Linked DNA regions of Arabidopsis thaliana: region 1 is linked to region 2. Evidence: chromatin contacts called from public ChIA-PET data. All regions are on one chromosome and are shown on one strand. Each heading gives the region's core, a stretch centred on a gene start, on an enhancer-like site or on the middle of the called end of the contact. The rest is flanking DNA. Distances are from core to core; before and after follow the strand shown.

Region 1 (6,714 bases), core at 3,185-5,684, 35 kb after region 2:
TCTTTCAAGTAACCTGATAGAGAGTTGGGTATGCTTTGGTTAGTGATTAGTTGAGAGTCTTGAAACCCATTCATGGGTAATTAATTAGAGCATGTCAAGTTAGGACTGTGAGAGATCATAGGGATGACATACTGTTTGCTTCTTCTTAGTTGAATAAGCTTCTTGAGAAGCATATGAGGTAGGCAGTCATTTTTCAGAAATATCGGCTTAACCTACGGGACAAAGTTTATTCACCTTGCTGGAGAGTACTCTCAGTTACCGTGGCTAGAGTCGACCTTTTGTTGTTTTATCAGTAAAGTGTTGCATGATCTTAATATTTCTTTGCTTTTATCATTCTCGTTTGAAACTACGTTACTTTACATACTTTCTGGCTTTTTTTCTACTCCTTCTCCATCAAGTATATCGTGAATGTGAGGCCTAATCCATTTTGTTTTGCCTTGCCTTTAATTCATGAATGTAAAACAAATAATGCAGGTGAATGCCACAAGCAGAGACGTGTTGAGATGCCTTTGGCAAGCATATTGGTTAGAGGAGAACATGGAAGAAAGCTTTAAAGACAAGGATAGTGTGTTCCACTGGCTGAAGCAAAGCTTGTCGGAGATGGACAACAAGTTTGATGATTTCTTGTTCAAATTGGATACTGCTGGATGGAATCTACGTGAATCTAACTTGAAGGTTCCCAACCAAGTTCTCATAGACCAGGAATCTATCCCTTTCTAACACTCGATTGATTGATTCTTCAGACTCATCACGCAATCTCTTGAACAGAAGAAAATAACACTGAGGTAAATAATACCAAACCCTGTCAATTTGAGAATATGGAGTAGTCTATAGGTGATTTGTAGAAATATCATGTTCGGTACAGCTAATATAGTTAGGATATATCAGGCTTTGTATGGCAACTTGTTTAAATTTGTATTGTGTGACCTGATCCATATAAAATTAAGAAGAAAAAGTAAAATATCTAATAATAAGTTAGTGTGGATGATGAGACAAATGGTAAGGTTTTAGGCCAATGATAGTGATTATACCTCTTTTGTTTGTACTTGATTCGTCACCATTATTCTGCTTGCGTTTATTTTAGAATTTAGAGGTGGCTTTCGGAATTAAAAACAACAAGACAACAACATTTTATAATTTTGATTTGTATACTAATAATAGAACCAAACTCTGCTTCTCTCAGCTATTATTATCTAAGTACTGATATATTTCAAATTGTAGCATAAGTTCTGTATATGTATTAGATAGAGTTATCTTTTGATTTATTATCATATACGGATTAAATTTGCAGTTTAGAGCAATGTATTTGCAATTTTGTGAAAAGTGAATTTGCTTTATTTTTGTCTTCATTACTAAAGTTGAATTAGCGGTTTGATGAGTCATTATCGCTATTAATTTGTTTCCGTAATAATAATGATAAGCAATCATGTCACGAACATATTACTAATATTGTGGTGATTCTTTTGCCCTCCTCATCCATATTCATTGATTGTAAAAGCACACGTAGGTCACATACGTATCATCCTAAACCCCAAATTAAAAAAAAAAACTAAGCAATTTTTATACATGGCCTTTGGCGATCCAAGCATGCAAAAATATTCCATAAATGGTTAACACAAAATCATCGATTCTGAGGGGTTAACTAGGGTCCACTTTATTACCGTATGGAAATAGAGACACGTCAAAGCTAGTATTTGGACCTACGTACGCTCATGTATTCCGCCACGTGTCGTGGTTTCACTGACATAAAACACATGTCGGTCAGATAATTCTAGCTCTCACGACGATGAAGCAATGTAGGCTCACTTCCACTCACCGCCGCCTATAGCAGTGACACACGTCCTGTCACCGGCGTGTCACTCAATAATTATCAGATTTTCATTTTAATTAAATAATGTTATCCTATATTTGTTAGGTGGATCCCAACGGGAGGGCTTTATGGTAATTACCATTTACTCCTGAGAAGCTTTTATTTTTGTGTGTGGAGTAGTAGGAGAAGTGTTGCCGTTCCTTGTCGAACAAAAAAGAGCTTTAGACAGACGCTCCTCCCCTTTTGTAATATTTTTGATATTACGTGTGCTCTACGCGAATCTATCAATATCTAAATCCTCTCTTTCTCTCTCTCTCTCCTCCTTCTTCTTCTTCTTCCTGTCGCTGCCTTGTGGTTGAGTGAGCAAAAAAACTCAAAACCCTCCATGGAAATGGGAGAGAGAATCAATTCGAGTTGTTGTTAGGGGGTTTGCGATATTTTAGGCTTCTGTCGGTGATCTCGACCAAAAAAAATAAACAAAGGAGCTAGTAGGGTTCTGTTTTCTCTATCACTCGGAAGGAAGCTGGTTTATGTCAAAACTTTGTTCTTCGGAAAATGCGAAAATCGTTCAAGGATTCACTCAAGGCTCTTGAAGCTGATATCCAGTTCGCCAACACTCTGTAAATCTCTCTCTCTCTCTATTTCTTCTCTCTGTTTTTCTCTGTTTTGATGTTTCGATGTGTTGGTAGAATCTGATCGTGTTCTTAGTCGAGAGTGGTTGATTTGCCTCATAAATTTGTTTGATGCTGTGGTTAAATCCATATTTAGTTGGTACTTCGGTTTTCCCTTTGCTTGAGTTGCTGATTTTTGTCTCTTCCGATTCGATAGGTCAGATTGTTTTTTTACTTCTACTGAAGTTTCCAGAGGATAATCAGTTTTTGATACTTGTGAATCTGTATCTCTGTTGTCTGCTGGGTCTTATGTGTGCTGATGTCATATTGAATTTAAGACTTTGCGTTTACGCGAGCTCATAAATTCCAATTTATTCCTTAGCAAGTCTCAGACGCCACCACCACCTTTTGGTCAGATCACACAAAATCTATCTATAGTGGTCAATTCTTTTTCCTTTCGTCGTATATAGTCTCTGATGCTATCCTAAGTTGACTTGGTATACTTGGATTAAGCTGTGAAGCAACATGTTCATGTTGCGTACTAATCTCACCAATCATTGAATCAAAATGATTAAAAAAAAATGAACTATGTGTGTGTAGGGCGTCAGAGTACCCAGAGGAGTATGATGGTGGCTACGTTCAGATGAGATTATCTTACAGCCCGGCGGCTCATCTCTTTCTCTTCCTTCTTCAGTGGACTGATTGTCATTTCGCTGGCGCTTTGGGCTTGCTTAGGATCCTTATTTATAAGGTCTCTTATTAATTTTCCTGCTGTTTTATTGCTACTGGATCTTCAAGATCACAATGTTCTTGTCTGCCTGATATGTGATTCTCTGTTTTTTATTTATAGGCATATGTTGATGGGAAGACCACAATGTCGCTACATGAACGCAAAACTAGTATCAGAGAATTCTATGGTAATCTGTTAATCACTTATTCTCTCTTAATCTAAAGGTATAAGATTAGACCAGACGATATGTTTTTTTCTGACTAGCAATGGATGTTGTTGGGCAGATGTGTTGTTTCCTTCGCTATTGCAACTTCATGGAGGGATCACCGATGTAGAAGAAAGGAAACAGAAGGAGATATGCGACAAAAGATACCGTAAAAAGGACAGAACAGATAAAGGAAAGATGTCGGAGATCGATTTGGAGAGGGAAGAAGAGTGTGGAATCTGCTTGGAGATTCGAAACAAAGTTGTTCTTCCTACGTGCAATCACTCCATGTGTATAAACTGCTACAGAAACTGGTATATAAAGCTTTTCCTTCTTTTCACTCACTCTCACCATTCATCAGCCTTTTTCTTACAAGTTATAGAATCTCTTGTTTGGAATAGGCGTGCACGGTCACAGTCGTGCCCGTTCTGTCGAGGCAGCTTGAAAAGAGTGAATTCTGGTGATCTATGGATATACACTTGTAGCGCCGAGATTGCAGATTTACCAGCGATTTACAAGGAGAATCTGAAGAGGTTGTTGATATACATTGACAAGTTGCCTCTCGTTACTTCTGATCCAAATCTTGTCCCTTATGCTCCTCTTCCTCGGTGAACATTACATTCTCTCTGTTTCTTGTTATGCACATAGCAATTTCTTTCAAACAAATTTCATCTATTTATGTCCACTTTGTATATAATATTTATGTGTTTTTAGTTGGTTTTTCATCTTTCTATAGTCTCAGATTTGGGTTTGTATATAACAACCATTGGTTATTGACATTTAGATCAAAAATTCGATATCATATTTGCTGATTAAGGGTACTTAATCACATTTTGGTTCGTTTAAATTAGTATCTGTCTATCTGACTATGAATTACAGTAACCGATTGGTGTTTCAGTCAAACCGACTTGTTTTGATCGTTTTGGGGAGTAATTTGGTTTCGGTATGGATCGAATTGGCTGAACCGGAAACCAGCAATTTGAGTGAAGCACAAGACCGCAGTACACGTGGCTTCTTCTAACTGGGGTAAGAAATTATTTGACCCAATCAGATTGTACCTCATCTAGATTTTATTGCCAATGGACTTGAAACATCACCAGATAACGCAGAGTTTAATAGATAAGATTAGTAATCCTACTCACCGTCAGATGGATTTGTGAATCGATCCAACGGTCATAATCGTCTTTCCAAGATAGGCCAGCTCCGAAACTCACCTCCACGCATCTATAATCGTGTATCAAGAAACGGATCTTTCTTCTCTATCTTCTGAATATCACAAAACCCAATTAGCCGGAGATGGCCGCAACATCCGCCGCTGCTGCAGCTGCTTCTTCCATCATGGGTACTCGGGTGGCTCCCGGTATCCATCCCGGTTCAGGTCGGTTCACAGCCGTGTTCGGTTTCGGAAAGAAGAAGGCAGCTCCCAAAAAGAGTGCCAAAAAGACGGTGACTACGGACCGGCCTCTTTGGTACCCAGGCGCCATTTCTCCTGACTGGCTTGATGGTTCCTTGGTTGGAGATTACGGTTTTGATCCCTTCGGTTTAGGCAAACCGGCCGAGTATCTTCAATTCGATATCGATTCACTAGACCAGAATCTGGCTAAGAACTTGGCCGGAGACGTGATCGGAACCCGTACGGAAGCTGCCGACGCCAAATCGACGCCGTTTCAGCCGTACAGTGAGGTGTTCGGAATCCAGAGATTCAGGGAATGCGAACTCATCCACGGACGGTGGGCGATGCTCGCTACTCTCGGCGCTCTCTCCGTCGAATGGCTTACCGGCGTTACATGGCAAGACGCTGGCAAGGTAACGCCACTCCCTTCTCCACTTGGATAATCGGTTATAAGTTAGTTATTTCGAAGATGCTAATAAATTAGTATTCAAATAGTTGCGTTTGCGTTTGTTTGCGACTCAGATAGAAATGTATGTACAATTTAGTTGATTTAGCGTTTGCTTTGGCGTCTGTCTCTCTCTCTTTCTTACAGTTTGCGTTAGCATTGGACTGTTTGAGTTTCTGTTCAGTCAAGAATATTCAAGTCTAGTGTTCAATGAGTGATATTTAAATATTAGTTGAAATGTTGTTATTCAATCAGGTGGAGCTTGTAGATGGATCGTCCTACTTGGGGCAGCCATTACCTTTCTCGATCTCGACATTGATATGGATCGAGGTGTTAGTGATCGGCTACATCGAGTTCCAGCGCAACGCCGAGCTTGATTCGGAGAAGCGTTTATACCCCGGAGGCAAGTTCTTTGACCCGCTAGGTTTAGCGGCTGACCCGGAGAAGACTGCTCAACTTCAGTTAGCTGAGATCAAGCATGCACGTCTTGCGATGGTCGCCTTCTTGGGATTCGCGGTTCAAGCGGCTGCAACAGGTAAAGGTCCACTCAACAATTGGGCTACTCACCTCAGTGATCCACTCCACACCACCATCATCGATACCTTCTCCTCATCTTAAAATCATTATCATGTGAGATTCTATTTGTAACTTATGTAAAAACAGAGCTATGATGATACTGAATCGACTTTGGGCTTTTGCTTGTTTGGTTTATTTACATGTTTGGCCCATGACATTAAATTGGGCTTCTCCTTATTTACTATACCTACTCGTCGTACATTTTCAAAATGTATTTTTGTCGCATATACAGATTGGCCCAATAGCAGGAGTACAAGACCGACCCATTAGTTATGTTGTGATTATTTTTTCTTGATTTGGACAATGAAAAAGGAGAACCGTACAGAAAAACAAATAAGTCCACAGACAAAAAAAAAAAAAAAAGGATAGTCACACACCGCGTGGGATTTGGATGAACATGGGAGACTTGTCTTGTGAAGTCTCCTTGAAATTGATTCCGTGTCTCACTGTCACTGTTCCGTAATTTGGGAGGACATTGAATTATTATTTTTGTCGTTGATTATGACACATAACAAGCAGGTTCAATTACTAGTTTAGGAAAAAAAAAAAAGCAGGTTCAATTACTTGCTCGTATGCACTGAAGAAACAACCACAAAAAATGTTTTCAAACTATTGAACGTGGAGATTCGATGAATTGATTGTAATTCTAATATTCTTTTGAAGAAAAATATTCATTGAGGAATGAGGTTCGTCATAATCAATTATGAATATAGAATTGGCTGGTTCAACGATCAAAAATGGATAATCCGGACAATATAACAAAAATGATGACGTTAAGCAAAACATACAGTAATTTTATATAAAAAAATCATAACTGTATGAGTAATCTTTGTGACGTTACAAAATACTAATTTTAATTTTTTTGATAGTATGACTAATCTGTGTGACGTCACGAAAAAATTATATATTAAGGTTTTACCTCCCCGCCACATTCATTTCAGAAA
Region 2 (7,149 bases), core at 4,146-6,645:
CTTGAAATAAGAATCTCCAAAGATCCAATTGCTTTTTCACCCTGAGAAACCAAGGTTCCAAACAAACCAACTAGCTGCTGAGCAGGTCCACTATCACTCACTCCTCTGCTATCACTTGGTCCGGTCGAGGTAGAAGCAACCCGAGGTAGAGAGACCCCATCATTACCATTTAATCCGTCAGTGGATTCTTCTGACACAGAAGGTGTTATTCTTGCACGTTTTCCATCGGAAGCATCTCCATTTAGATCAATATTGTATTCTGATCCAGATCTTTTCCTACTTAAGTTACTTTCTGCTACATCAGAACTTGCACAGAGAGGATTCTCTTCCACTGATACCTGTAATTAATAGTTGGCTTTTAAATCTGTATTCAATATACATAAACCAAGAAAACCGGAGAGACACATGCACACACATCGATAAACAAACGAGGAACAAATTACCTTGGTATCTTCTACACTGTCTTTGTCCTGAATGCTTCCGTTAGTCTTGTAAAAGAGATCTTTCGCTTTGGCTGCCTGACCTCCACCTTCTATCTCTTTAAGAGCACTGGTCAACCGGTCCTTCCACTGGAGAAAATTGACAGCATACAGAAAATTGCAAGTTAACTACGAAAATCAACTCCATGGAGAATACACCATCAGAAAATTTATAAGAATTAGTTATACCACTATTAGTTAATTACCAGCTCAGCATAATGAAAAAAAATCTATAATATAAAATAACAGTGAACCTAATCATTGTAGGTAACTAAAACAAAATAATACCGGTGCAGCAGCGGGATGTGTACATTTCAAGCAGGAGAGAAATACAGTCTTCAAGGCAAGATTTGTTGCTGCAGCATACACTCCTTTGAGAAAGCTTAGGGGATCCAAGCTCAGTAGAACAGGTAGAATTCGTCCACAGTATGCAGGACGTTTCTTTGCAACTGATGAAAGACTGTATAAGAAACAGAATCAAAATGAAAAGGATATCATGAAACATAAGACAAGCTTACATGACATTCTGGATCCCCATCTACACAATTCACGATGAAAGAGTACCGGCAGATTACCAAACACAGTTTTCCCTTAAATATTAGTAACTGTGTGTGAGGACCAAAACATATTTTTATACTTGCCCCGTTCTAATCACAGGAACCTCGTCCTTACTAGATTGGATGCTCTTCAGTCAAAAGTCAAATCTAAGTATTTCATCTATGTTCAGATTATAAAGATTTTCTAGACCACAACGAAAGTAATAGAAAAAAAACATATAGAGCTAGATTTTTAGGATTCATAGATAATTTGCCGGTATTCTTTCCAAGCTCCAAAGTCCAAACTGATTGAACGATACCAAATTAAACTACGCATATAGATGCACTTAAAAACAACTCACCTATTGATAAGAACAATAATCGTCGAGCTATTTAGAGATTTTGCTGCAGGGTGCCTAAGCTGATCAAGCAGTAAACCCAATTTCTGGCTGGCCTCAATTGACAAATCTCCAATTTTCAAAACAGGATGACCCCCACGGAGAATAGATATATTAAAATCTGCTTCAATTCCTTCAGGACAGGTAACTAGATTGTATAAGAACCTAGTATCTAATAAGATACTAATAAAACAACAACTTCTAGTTTCACGGAATTGAGCGGATAGATCCATAAAGATTTACCTTCATGAGGAGTATACAAGAGAATAAGCGCTTCCACAAATTTCATAGCGCATAATTTTACACCACTATTTCCTTGCTAATATACAGGTCACAAGAAAAAATACAATCAGATAAGAAAGACGACCCATGGGGGGATTAGAGAAAGCATTAATTCCCACCTTGAAAGCCACTGAGCATATTTCATCCTTGAACTTAATCAACCATGTCCATGAAGATTCAAGAAGATCATTCAACTCACTAGAATGCAAACCCTGGAAGCCAAATAGCAATAAGCGCGTCAAATAAGAAGGGATTTACATACGAAATGCAGGAAGAACAGGTCACAAATACAGAACCTAAAAACAAAAACAAGAAAACAACCTGAACTGCCACTCTTTCGAGGGTGGAACGGAATAAATCAGCTCCACAAGCAATGACCTGCCTGGCCACAGCTGGTGTCTCATCTTCAAGAGACTTAATTAAAAGGGGCACTATTTCAGGTATTAATTCCACATATTTCAGGCCAATTTCACCAAGTATCCTGCATTTGAAATATCATCAGAGGTTCAGCGAGTTATGTAGATTCCCTAGTCGCAAATAATTCTTTCAGCAAGCTGATAAGAGTAAGACAGACACTGAACCATCACTTATGATCACTGCCTGAAGTGAGATGAGATGTTGTCCATGATTAAGAGCAAGTAAATATACAAAGGCAAGAAACTATGCATCATTAGTGTGGCCATGTATATAATTATAGAGAGAGACGGTGATTACAAAAATAAAGGATTCACAAAGACCAAGAATCAACAATTTCATCATTTAATGTATAAAAACTCCGGAAATTCATTTATATCTGTGTAGTTACAAACAAATCCGAAATATTTCAGAAACTCCAGCATGAAATCACCACAAGAAGAATAAAACTAATCGGGGAAAGAGTTACAGATTATACAATAACGGAGCTTACTCGGCGACAAACTTGCGGACAGCACCGAATTGATCGGAGAGAAGATCGAAAAGGTGAGGAAGCAACTCCGTGGGAAAAACGGAATCGTCTTTTTGCAAATCCCGGCGCATATAGCGCAAGCGTTGCAGCTTGGGAGGCAATTCCGTCGCTGATTTGGCGGAATTCGCGAGATCTTTAAGCCTTGCTCTTGAATACGAAGCCATGATTCCAACCATAACAAATAGGTTTCAAACAATCGATAATAATATATACACTAGTGCCCAGAGCTTTGATGGATATGCATCTATCTTCTTCTTCTTCTTCGACTATGGCATATAGGGTTTAGAGACAAGGACGACGATGGAGATTCGTTTTATTTCTGATATGAACACTAATGAACTGATTTCCATTTTTGAGGTCTTTCCTAAAGGAGACTGATCAATAGTTACACTACGTCGTTTGGATAAAGAAAGAAATTGTGTTATGGTCCCTCATATTTGATAGTATATTATATAAGTCTCATATAGTTAGTGAATTGATTAAATAGGCCAATGTGCAGTAATAATGGGCCGATGTGGGCCTATTTCGATTGATATTTAAATTGTATCCGTGTTTCTGGTCTTACCGGAGTCTTTTTGGACAAAATGCGAGTGATGTGCAATCAAATCACATTTACAATTTGGTTAAGTTTTGTTTGATTTTGGTTGATCTCGGTTAACAAAATTAACCTGTTAGTAGTGAGAACCTTTTGAACTTTGAAGTAATGCTCTTTGGAGAAATTGGATCCGGCAGAGCCAAGAGCTTAGAGGCTGAAGTCAAGGGATATATACTCGTATCCCTAAGTCATGGTGTCGTGTAAGACCTTCAAGAACTCGATTTTGAACAAAAGAGCTCTATGGATTCCGATGATCGTATGCTACTACCGCGCATGAGATCTGAAATCCCATAGCTAGAAGAGCCCCATGGATTTTCAAAGCTAGAAGAGTGAGTCCCATGGATTTTCAAAGCTAGAGGACTCTTATGGATTTTAAAAGCTAGAAGAGTCCCATGAACTCTTCTCCTTTACTAATCACACATTAACATAGCATTTCATAAAAACCAATTTACAATGCAAACATAGCTGCAAAGAACCCCCCATAAACCATAATCCACACATCATGAAATCGATGATTAGTACTCGTTAACAACAAAGAAAACTCAACTCATATTATCTTCCTTTGTTAGGTTGACAGCTATGCCTGAAATCACAAATTTAAAATAAGAACTAGAGGCTATGTGAATCTAATCCAGGACAGTTCTTCAAAACCAAATCCAATACTCAAAGTCTCAAACATCTACAGAGCTCAGTACCAGTGTACGAATTCCCAAATTAAACAAGTTCATCCTTTGTTTATCAACCTGATACTACTAAGTACTAATAGGCCTGTCTGAAATGTAATTGAACAACAAGCTCAATGGTCAATACCAATGGATCGAAGAATATATCAGATTCAAAACCAACTGATCGATCAAGAGAGTAGTACATTATTATAACTGACAAACTTGTTCTTGCAAAGGGATTACGAGTTACAATAACAAAAGACTATCAAAGATTATAAGGAAAACACAAAGGATACAAACTACCAACAATATCATCATCTTCTTCTTTTCAAAGAGATTACTGCAAAATGGTCTGAGAAAATTCTGAAACCATTTCGTCTGAGATATTTTACCTTTTATTTCTTTGATCACTCGGAGCGATTAGCGAACCTCTCAACCTTCTCATCGTTGAGATTGATCCCAACCATGGCTTCTCCAAGCCCACAGCTCACCTCCACAAGCATCTCAGGGTCACTGTAATGAGTCACAGCCTGAACAATGGCACGTGCACGACGAGCTGGGTCACCGCTCTTGAAGATACCAGAACCAACAAAGACACCATCACATCCAAGCTGCATCATGAGAGCTGCATCAGCCGGAGTAGCCACTCCACCGGCGGCGAATTGGACTACAGGAAGACGACCAAGCTGCTTAGTCTGCATCACGAGATCGTACGGAGCGGCTAATTTCTTAGCGAAAGTGAAAACCTCATCATCATCCATGTTTCGCAAAACCCTAATGTCACCATTAACAGACCTCACATGCCTCACAGCTTCAATAATGTTACCGGTTCCAGCTTCACCTTTGGTCCTAATCATCGCCGCACCTTCACGGATCCTCCTCAGAGCCTCGCCGAGATTCCGGCAACCGCAAACGAACGGGATCCGGAAATTATGCTTGTTGATGTGATGATCTTCATCAGCAAGAGTCAAAACCTCGCTCTCATCGATGTAATCGATTCCAATTGCTTCAAGGATCTGAGCTTCAACGAAATGACCAATCCTAGCCTTAGCCATCACCGGAATCGTAACGGCTTGTTTGATTTCTTTAATCATTTGTGGATCGCTCATACGAGCGACGCCTCCTTGAGCGCGGATATCAGCAGGAACACGCTCCAAAGCCATGACGGCGCAAGCACCAGCCTCCTCGGCGATACGAGCTTGCTCGGCGTTGACGACATCCATGATAACACCACCACGGAGCATCTGAGCCAAACCGACCTTCACGGAGAAGGGAGATTTCTTCGCCTCCGTTATCGCACCGTTACCGTACACCGCCACAACGCCGGTTCCTTCCATTATCGGAGATTGAAGAGAAATTTGTGTGGAGAAAATGGAAGAGAGATTTGGGAATGGTGAAGCGATTTCTGGCCGGTCCTCGTTTATCTATGGATCGGCTTTATAGTGAGAGTTTGTGGCGGTGTGAATAAAAGCTAAAATAATAAAATAGATGTTTTTCTCTATTTTTATTAATTAAATAGAAACTCCTTAATTATTGAATTTTTAATTTTTATTTGGGAAAGTGTGGGATTTTGTTGTGATCGGACGGTCAAGATTAAAACACAATTTCGATTTTTCGATTAACACATGTTTAGTGGACTGCATTTTAAGATTTTAGCCAACTAAACTAGAGGTTTTGACAAGAAAAAATGAGTCGTCCGGAATTGGATTATAAAAGTGTTAAATGCATTGTTAATGATGTTTTAAAACGTTTTCACAATTTATTTTTTCTTATTTTAAATAGATTTTAGGGAAAAAATTTTGGAAAAAAATCTTCTGACACAAAGAAATGTAACTGGACCTCATAGAATCCACGACTGTCGCTCTAGTCCGCATTAATTGTTGCATAAAAGACAAGGAGAAAAAATGTTAGCAGAAAATGAATTGCACGCTTTTGGAAAAAATGTTATGGAAAGCATCATTTTCTTCATAACAAACATCTTTATATTTCTTTATCAAACAATTTACAACCAATCGTTTTGGAATGGGATTTTTAAGATACTACATTTGGGAGTAGGAGAAATTCATTTTTATACAATAGTACGTTAAGTTTTATAATCCTAGAAAAAAAAATTTGAAATAAAGGAAAAAATCTCTTAAAAAGAAAATCTAAAAATAGCAGTTTGTGATGATAAAAGTAAATAGAGAAATAGGCGGCTGTGGTTGAAAAGGAAGGCCCGCCTCTCCTTTGCAATCAGTAGATTTGTCCACTCAGCCGACCCTGGCGGCCCAACTTGCTCTTTTGACTACTTCACTGTAACTATACCATTCAGATATTTAAGTATTTGGCAATTCATCGAATTAGTGAATACGTTTTGTTAAGTGGTTGATCGATGATTAAATCAAATAATAAGGGTAAATTCTCAAATAAATGTAGTTTATGGATGACAATCTTAGTGGATGTTGCAAAAATTTTGCTACTAACACCGGTATGTTAATCTTTATACACATCATATATAATTATAAACATTAACAAATGCTATAAATTTAGTGCAATTCGTGTCAATAATTCAAACTCTTTTTTAAGGCAATAATAACTTGAGATTTGTGTAGAAACAACCATATGATATAACTGATGACCATATTTATTTTCTGTATAAAAAAATCGTTACAATACTAAGAAAAATAATAAACGAATAATGTAATTTGATATATATAGACCAAACAAAAAAAATGGTATTAGGAGCAACCAACGCACACAATTAACCCATTCTCATTACATATCAAACACTGAATTCTTGATCCATCACCAGAGATAATCCGGCGACTACCTCTGCATCCATCACACATCAAAAACCTAAAACCATCGCACCGCCGGCAACGTTCATCTCCGGTGATTGGAATGCCCTCAAAGAGAATCTTAAACTTCCCTTGCTCGTGCAGTCCCAACACTCTCTGAGCTCCACCGATACACCTTCCTTTTACGAACAGAACCGGAGGCAACACCTCTGTTTCCGCCGCTGAGATTCGTCGGAGCTCTTCTCTATACTCTCTATGCATCGACACATCTCTCTCGTAGTACTTAACCTTAAAACTATCCAGCAGAAATCGGATCATGTTGCAATCGTCGAACGTTTTTCTGATTCCTCGAAGAGTCGTTGTGTAGAAAACAACGGATTCCTCTCCTCCCGGAGGACACCGTTCCTCGAATTCCAACAACGGATCCATAAGGGTATTTCCGTCTTTTCCAATGTCTTCTTCTCCGATGAC

What was found. ChIA-PET counts read pairs in DNA pulled down with a chosen protein or histone mark.
Region 1: an H3K4me3 ChIA-PET map of shoot shows a contact between it and region 2, with 12 read pairs. The contact joins the promoter of LHCB4.1 here to the promoter of RSR4 in region 2. A contact is called at or near these places in 2 of 26 Hi-C or Micro-C datasets (rosette leaf and shoot) and 1 of 2 datasets of contacts at active chromatin or transcription factors (shoot).

Annotation. Positions count from the first base shown.
Region 1 is chr5:204,432-211,145 of TAIR10.1, forward strand. LHCB4.1 (light harvesting complex photosystem II) reads left to right here and starts at 4,435. Exons shown (of 2, transcript NM_120231.4): 1 at 4,435-5,162; 2 at 5,450-6,117. The coding sequence starts at 4,653. The coding sequence ends at 5,812. AIRP2 (RING/U-box superfamily protein) reads left to right here and starts at 2,001. Exons shown (of 5, transcript NM_202992.1): 1 at 2,001-2,430; 2 at 3,022-3,172; 3 at 3,272-3,338; 4 at 3,436-3,670; 5 at 3,739-4,180. The coding sequence starts at 2,366. The coding sequence ends at 3,739. It overlaps RUS5 (root UVB sensitive protein (Protein of unknown function, DUF647)), which reads left to right. Exons shown (of 15, transcript NM_120229.4): 15 at 475-1,248. The coding sequence ends at 720. It overlaps LECRKA4.1 (lectin receptor kinase a4.1), which reads right to left. Exons shown (of 1, transcript NM_120232.2): 1 at 6,548-6,714. It also overlaps AT5G01542.
Region 2 is chr5:168,268-175,416 of TAIR10.1, forward strand. It overlaps RSR4 (Aldolase-type TIM barrel family protein), which reads right to left and starts at 5,396. Exons shown (of 1, transcript NM_120219.2): 1 at 3,622-5,396. The coding sequence starts at 5,238. The coding sequence ends at 4,309. It overlaps AT5G01420 (Glutaredoxin family protein), which reads right to left. Exons shown (of 1, transcript NM_120220.3): 1 at 6,512-7,149. The coding sequence ends at 6,619. It overlaps ESP4 (HEAT repeat-containing protein), which reads right to left and starts at 3,035. Exons shown (of 27, transcript NM_001342588.1): 1 at 2,603-3,035; 2 at 2,017-2,176; 3 at 1,815-1,907; 4 at 1,657-1,732; 5 at 1,378-1,546; 6 at 768-939; 7 at 444-569; 8 at 1-338. The coding sequence starts at 2,817.